Regions from separate parts of the Salvelinus alpinus genome. Here region 1 is linked to region 2. Evidence: chromatin contacts called from public Hi-C data. All regions are on one chromosome and are shown on one strand. Each heading gives the region's core, a stretch centred on a gene start, on an enhancer-like site or on the middle of the called end of the contact. The rest is flanking DNA. Distances are from core to core; before and after follow the strand shown.

Region 1 (3,101 bases), core at 150-2,649, 340 kb before region 2:
TCCGCACCTTTGGGGGGGGTACTGTCACGCCCTGACCATAGAGAGCCTTTGTTTTTCTATGGCATAGTAGGTCAGGGCGTGACTGGGGGGTTTTCTAGTTATTATTTTCTATGTGGGGTTCTAGTTTAGCTTTTCTATGTTGGTGTTTGGTATGATTCCCCATTAGAGGCAGCTGGCTATCGTTGTCTCTAATTGGGGATCATATTTAAGTATAATTTTTTCCACCTGTATTTTATGGGATATTGTTTTGAGTTTGTGCACGTAGCACCTCTGTAGTCACCGTTTGTTGTTTGTTTCGTTCTGTCTTTGCTGTTTTGTGCCTTTCCTAATAAATATTATGTGGAAACCATATCGCGCTGCAGTTTGGTCCGATAATTATTCCAGCGAACGTGACAATGCCATAACTATGAACATGGTATGTTCTGAATTAGGGGTGGATGGAGAAAAATCCACAGTTGAAAAATGTTTCATTTCATTCTTCAATAGCTCTTACACAAACGTGCCATGAATATGATATATTTTGAATCGGGGAGGATGGACAAAAATCCTTTCTTTTTTTTCCTTTCAATTTTCAATAGCTCTTACACAAAGCCTGCCATGACTAGTATTAATACCGCTTAAAATTGTAGGATATTGCAATAATAATAATATAACGTTTTTGTCCATCCTCCCCTGATTCTGAATATATATATAATTTTCATCTTCCCGGCACGATTTGTCTAAGATTGAAATCCGAAATCGTATTATTTAAATCAAAAATAAAATGTTTATTTAACCTTTGTTTAACTAGGCAAGTCAGTTAAGAACAAATTCTTATTTACAATGACGGTCTACCCCGGCCAAACCCTGACGATGCTGGGCCAATTGTGCGCCGCCCCATGGGACTGCAGTGACGCCTCTTGCACGAGATGCAGTGCCTTAGACCGATTTTTCTCTATCTGATTCAGAATATACCATCTTCATAGTCATGGCACGCTTGGTTCAATAGCTATTGACCAGAGAAAACCGAATATAAAACAAATTTTAACTCGGTACAATACTTTTGCTTTTTCGTTTCAAAATTATTATTATTTGTTTTGCTTTCAATATCATTCTTTTTGTTTGCAATACTAAGAATGTTCTTCTCAATTTCAAAATGTTTGCTTAATAATAAAGGCACAAAAGTAATTCCATACAGTGAGCTCTGTGTTTGGTCGATCCCTGAGTCCAGGTTGCAGCGAGTGATCATAAAATCGAATTCAAATTCCAGGACCAGAACCATATTGACTCAGTGCCACACCATGACAGTCATAGCAACTTGTAACTGGTAAATCCAGTTATCGCATTATGTTTGAAATAGTCTACAGTTTTATGAGGTAGTTATACTAGTTTGCTTGTTTTAGACATGATCTTTGAAGTTTGGGCATAACCTTAATCATTATATGTCACATAGGCCTACAGTAGCCTAGCTGAGTCTGTCTTTACAATAGAATGTGAACCAAAAGTTACAGCAGCTAAATCGGCTAGCCTACGTTTGGAATGGGATTTTCTGGAGATTTGGAGTGGACCACAGTTTTGTAATGAATGGGTTTTTTGTTTGTGCTCGTGCCTCTATAAAAAGCTACGTAGGTGACTGGAGGTAGTTATTTGACGTTGCGTGGCGGAGACTGGAGCTGCTGTTGACGGTACAGACAGACTCAAAGCCCACCAGTGTCCTCGGACACACAGTGATGATACGTTTATTATTTTTACCAAGTGGATTTTTCTGGTGTCTTGAGCGGCTGGTCGCCTATATTTAATCCACTACATTTAACATTGCTGCGAAGATGAAGTTCAAACCAGGCTACGGTCAGGTGCAAGCCGCATTCCATGGAGCCCTCTTCTCCGTCTCAAACATCGGTCAATCCGATGCACCACTTCCTTATGTTGCGGTAAGGATAGGCCAATGGGTTAGTGGCCTATAATTATAGACTGTAATTATCGAATACTTTGGCATGCACCTCAATAACACAAAATGGCACAATAAGGAATCACTGGGTGTTACATAACGTAATGCAGTGGATCCGAATGACCAGTGACTCGGCTTGGTGGAAAACGCTTTCGTAGCAACCTGGGTGAATGTTAGTAGCTAAATCCTTCTTAAATTGAACGTATGATGAGTTCTTGTAGCGGCTATATCCTATTGTAAAGATGGCTATGGCTATGTTATCCAATTAACGAAATCCTCTGAAATAATGTGGATTTTGGGCTATGATCTATCAAACTTAGGCTACTAGTTATGACAGTCTAGTTTTCATCTAAAGCTGCTTAACTAAATGGTCATAGGCTCATTAGAATCTAAACTAAATCCATAGTATAACTAAATAACTACGGCATTCTTCCTTGCAGACAAGATAGGCTAGTGCTATACTTGCATATTTTATGCCACAGCCTGACGGACAGTTGGTGGCCCCGGCATTAGACAACGAGAGGTCTGAACTGCAACTAAAGTGCCTTGGTCAGGTCTTGCTGATTGATGACGCGATTATCGGTATTCGCTAAACGCCGTCTGCTTCAGACCGTGGCCAACATGCCAAACGAGAGAGAATGTCATTGGACTAAGGAATCTATTCTGCCAAAACAGTAGCGTGATCCGGTAAACTGGTAATCCACCCCTGACTTTAGTGTTCGCCGACGTCCAAGATCCCCGCCTTCTCCCGTTCTGTAACTTAATATTGGAGCTATTTCATATGAATTGGCGTGCACGACGATCCAATAATAGCCCTATATTGGAACTCAACCCACAGAGACCAAAAATACCTACACAGCAGGATACACTCGAATTTCGTCGAAACTCAAATGTCATCAGTTTCGCGTGCTCATTGTGAAAAACAGTTACATTGTTGCAACTCATCGTTCCGGAGGTTGACTGGGTGTGCCTTTTTATAAATGAGTATCAAGAGGCAGATAGGAAGGACAACTGGTATGTTTTAATAATTGGCTTTCATTCACGTGTGAGATTCTAATTTCCCACGGTATAGTGGCTGGCTTGGTATGCTATGCTATTTTGTTGCCTCATGGTGCAGTCTGGCTGAGTCTGGACACATTGTTTACATTTTTGCGCATGGCTGTCAGGCTACTAG
Region 2 (3,431 bases), core at 602-3,101:
GAGTGTCTGCAGTACATCTAGGTAAGCGGCCAGCATGGCCAGACTGAGGGATTCTATCAGGGTGCTGTGTAGCCACTGGGTCAATTTGGTGTCCCAGTTGACACTGGCAAGTGCATGGCGCACCTTTCGGGCACACTTGTCCACAGCAATCCTGCGCAATACTGGCTCATTGGAGGCCTATGAGTCAGGGGAAGGGGTGGTAAGACTAGAGGGACAGGAACTTTGATAGTCATTGAAACTGAATTAGCACCACATACAAAAGCATTTAGTTGGTGCATATGAACTCACGTTTTCATTGGCCAGCCGGGCCAGTCTTTCAGCTTGCAGAGCCTTCAGCACCTTATTAAACAACTTGTTTTGAATGACCGACCATCCAGCCCTGTAATACAAGCAGTGTATATCAGTAATGAAGTCTGACGATTATCACCATTTGAAATGGAGATTGAGACAAAGACGGTGTATACAAGAGCTGAGCAAACAAGGCATCTGCAACACATAAGTCCTTACGGAACATAGATATATTTTTAAACCTCAATAGGGTTATTCAAAGGGAGGTCGGGTGGAGGCCACTCACTTGTTGATGTGTTCCTCCCAGTCGTCAGGGGGTGGGGGACCCTCTGCAACTGTGCGAGCAAATAAAACATGTCGCTCACACTCCTTCATAACACTGCGTGCTTTCTGATTGTCATAGAGTGGAATAGGTGTAGGCGTGACAGATTCCACATCTATTGACAGGTCTGATTCCCTGCAAAAGAACACAAACATACTTCAGTAAATGCTGTCATCCAGTTTAAGCTGTAACTTTATTATTGTCGTGATAAAGCTACTGCTACAAAATGACATTTGTTCTGAGACAGACAGGTTTTCAATGTTAAAATTGTTTGGGCAATGAGTCATCGGTGAGGATAATGAGGGTTGAAACTCACGGAACGGCATCAGGTTGCCGACGGGGTGTGACGAACAGCATGCGCGTGGGCCGGGCACTGCTGGCGTCCGGGTGGGCATTCCATGGCTTAGCATAGCTGTGGTCCAGGAACACCAAGTCCAGTTCACGCTCATGGACAGACAACTGGAACAGCAAGGATGTACCCATCCTTCGCGCTGAAGTCTGGAAGTCCTTGTCCACACCACGGTGCATCCTCTACTGGGGCCCCAAGGGCCCTACAGCTCTGAGACAGAGTTCTGCTTTCAATCCAAGCCTGAACAAGGAAGAACTGTGATCAATACCACTATCATATTCAAACATCATCATGTGACATCACATGTAATTTGTACCCCTCCTCTTTAGCCCACAGCTGGTTAGTACAAGCACCATTCTTATCCATTTTGTAACGTCAGCTTAGTCAAGTGACGTTGACTAACTAGTTACACGTAACGTCATTTCTTTAGCGAGCTACAGTACATAGCTTCTTGAGACGTTCCCCTAATGTTGATCGTAAAATACACGGCGGTACGCAAGCTCTGCGTTGTTGACATGACTAGTTGGCTAACTACATGTCTTAGCTAGACGGCTAACGCTAGTTAGCAACAACACGATATATTCATTAAACTAACGTTAGAGCATGGCTAACAGGAGGTGTAACTGATAACTATACAGGGATTTACAACGTGTATTAATGTAGCAAATATTAACAAGGCGAACATTACGTTAGCTAGCCAACATGGTAACGTAGCATTAAACCTAGCACGCGCTAGTAGCATCGGCTACTCACCTTTTCATGCTACTGCCATTGATAGCATTACGTATTTGCAATCGAACAATAATTTACACCAAATTATGTCATATATAAATTTCAACAAACAAATTACGTCTAGATTTTGTCACAAATTTGTGAAGGACTGACGTTAGCTACTAGCTACGCCTCGTTGATGTATTACGGCCGAATTCCTTTTGTTTTGCGTGGGCGCGAGCCACCGCCACAGTCACTTCTGCACACATATACAAAACACGGACTGGATTACTATTTCTTAAGGACGGTGCATGTTATGGTGCCCAGTGTAGTGGCGTAACGCAGTTTCGCCCGTCCTTCGCAAGGTCCTTTTTTGGGGGAAACAGCTGACTTCCTACAATTCTATAAATTTGGTAATGTGCAGTTTCATAGCCAAGCTCATACTATTCTATACATATTGTAATGAGGCTGAGAGAAAATGTTGCTGTTTTAAAGCTGCAATATGTAACTTTTTGGACAACCACACTAAATGCACATAGAAATATGAGTTATAGATCTGCCATTCTCATTGACAGTAAGCCTAAGAAGCTGTAGATGTGTTCTATTTCTATGTTTCCCGTTCTTTCGTTTCATTTTTTGCGTCTTTTACTTTAGGTTTTGTACACCAGCTTGAAACAGCTGAAAACACAATATTTTTGGTTATGGAAAATATTGTTGTGCCACAGAAGCAGTATGTCGCGCCTACTTTGATCCCTACATGATTGACACCTGTATGTTCCAATTGTCATGATATTGTAAATTAGGTTAAGTGTTTTTCTGTTGGTTGCTCAGTTATGATGTATGGCCCTGATATGTACACCTATGTGTGATCTGAACTGGAGTTAAGTTATAACACCTTAGTTACTGTTTATCTACAATAAACATCCTGAAGAGAGAAGGTGATTTTTGGAGCTTCTTCCCACGCCATCCACATATTAAAAGTCTATGGCACTACAGCAGTACAGTTTATAGCCAGCTAATGTTGCAGTACAGTAACTTAGTTCAGTTAGCTAGCTAACAGTCATCTGAAGGGCCATCACCCTGCTGCCAGCTCCAAGGTCTCAGCCCTCAACACCGGGCAGAGCCACCACACCTCTGCTGGCACCATGGTCCCTGACACTGGGCAGGGCCATCACCCTGCTGCCTGCTCAGAGTTCTCCGTCCTCGAAACTGGGCAGAACAACCACCCTGCTGCCAACGCCAAGGGCCTCACCCACAACACTGGGCAAAACCACCACCCTGCTGCCAGCACCAGGGGCCTCACCCTTGACACCGGGCAGAACCACCACTCCTCTGCTGGTATCAAGGGCCTCGACACAGGCACCACCAGACCTGTGCTTCAGCCAGCCAAGGGTGAAGAGAAGAAGCAGTGTGCCCTCACTGAACCTCCTGTGTGCTTGGACATTCCTCATGACCCACCCAAACTGCAGCAATGGGCCAAACGGACACCCCACAAACCAAAGAACGAGCAGCTGGCATGGGGAAAACATTTAATCCAGACCCAGCACAAGTCCAGTCAGAGGGAAACACATGGACTTCCAGGCATGCAAACCAGCTTGTCACACCCTCATTCTTGGGTTAATACCCAACAAAATAGGGCTGAGGAAGAACGACAGAGACACTAAAGGTGGTTGAGGAGTGTGCCCTCGCCAGCAAGGCCTACAGGAGATAAATAACAACAAAGTAGTTCAGGACTGTTACAATGTTTCCCAGTTACTGAGA

The links. Hi-C and Micro-C count contacts between places; a contact is called where the count stands out from the background.
Region 1: a Hi-C map of muscle shows a contact between it and region 2, with 18 times the contacts expected there. The contact joins the promoter of LOC139545433 here to the promoter of kansl3 in region 2. A contact is called at or near these places in 2 of 3 Hi-C or Micro-C datasets (muscle and red muscle).

What each region holds. Positions count from the first base shown.
Region 1 is chr19:34,976,812-34,979,912 of SLU_Salpinus.1, reverse strand. LOC139545433 (rho-related BTB domain-containing protein 2-like) reads left to right here and starts at 1,399. Exons shown (of 11, transcript XM_071353186.1): 1 at 1,399-1,910. The coding sequence starts at 1,849.
Region 2 is chr19:34,636,039-34,639,469 of SLU_Salpinus.1, reverse strand. kansl3 (KAT8 regulatory NSL complex subunit 3) reads right to left here and starts at 1,851. Exons shown (of 21, transcript XM_071353170.1): 1 at 1,713-1,851; 2 at 927-1,199; 3 at 575-745; 4 at 289-379; 5 at 1-177. The coding sequence starts at 1,138.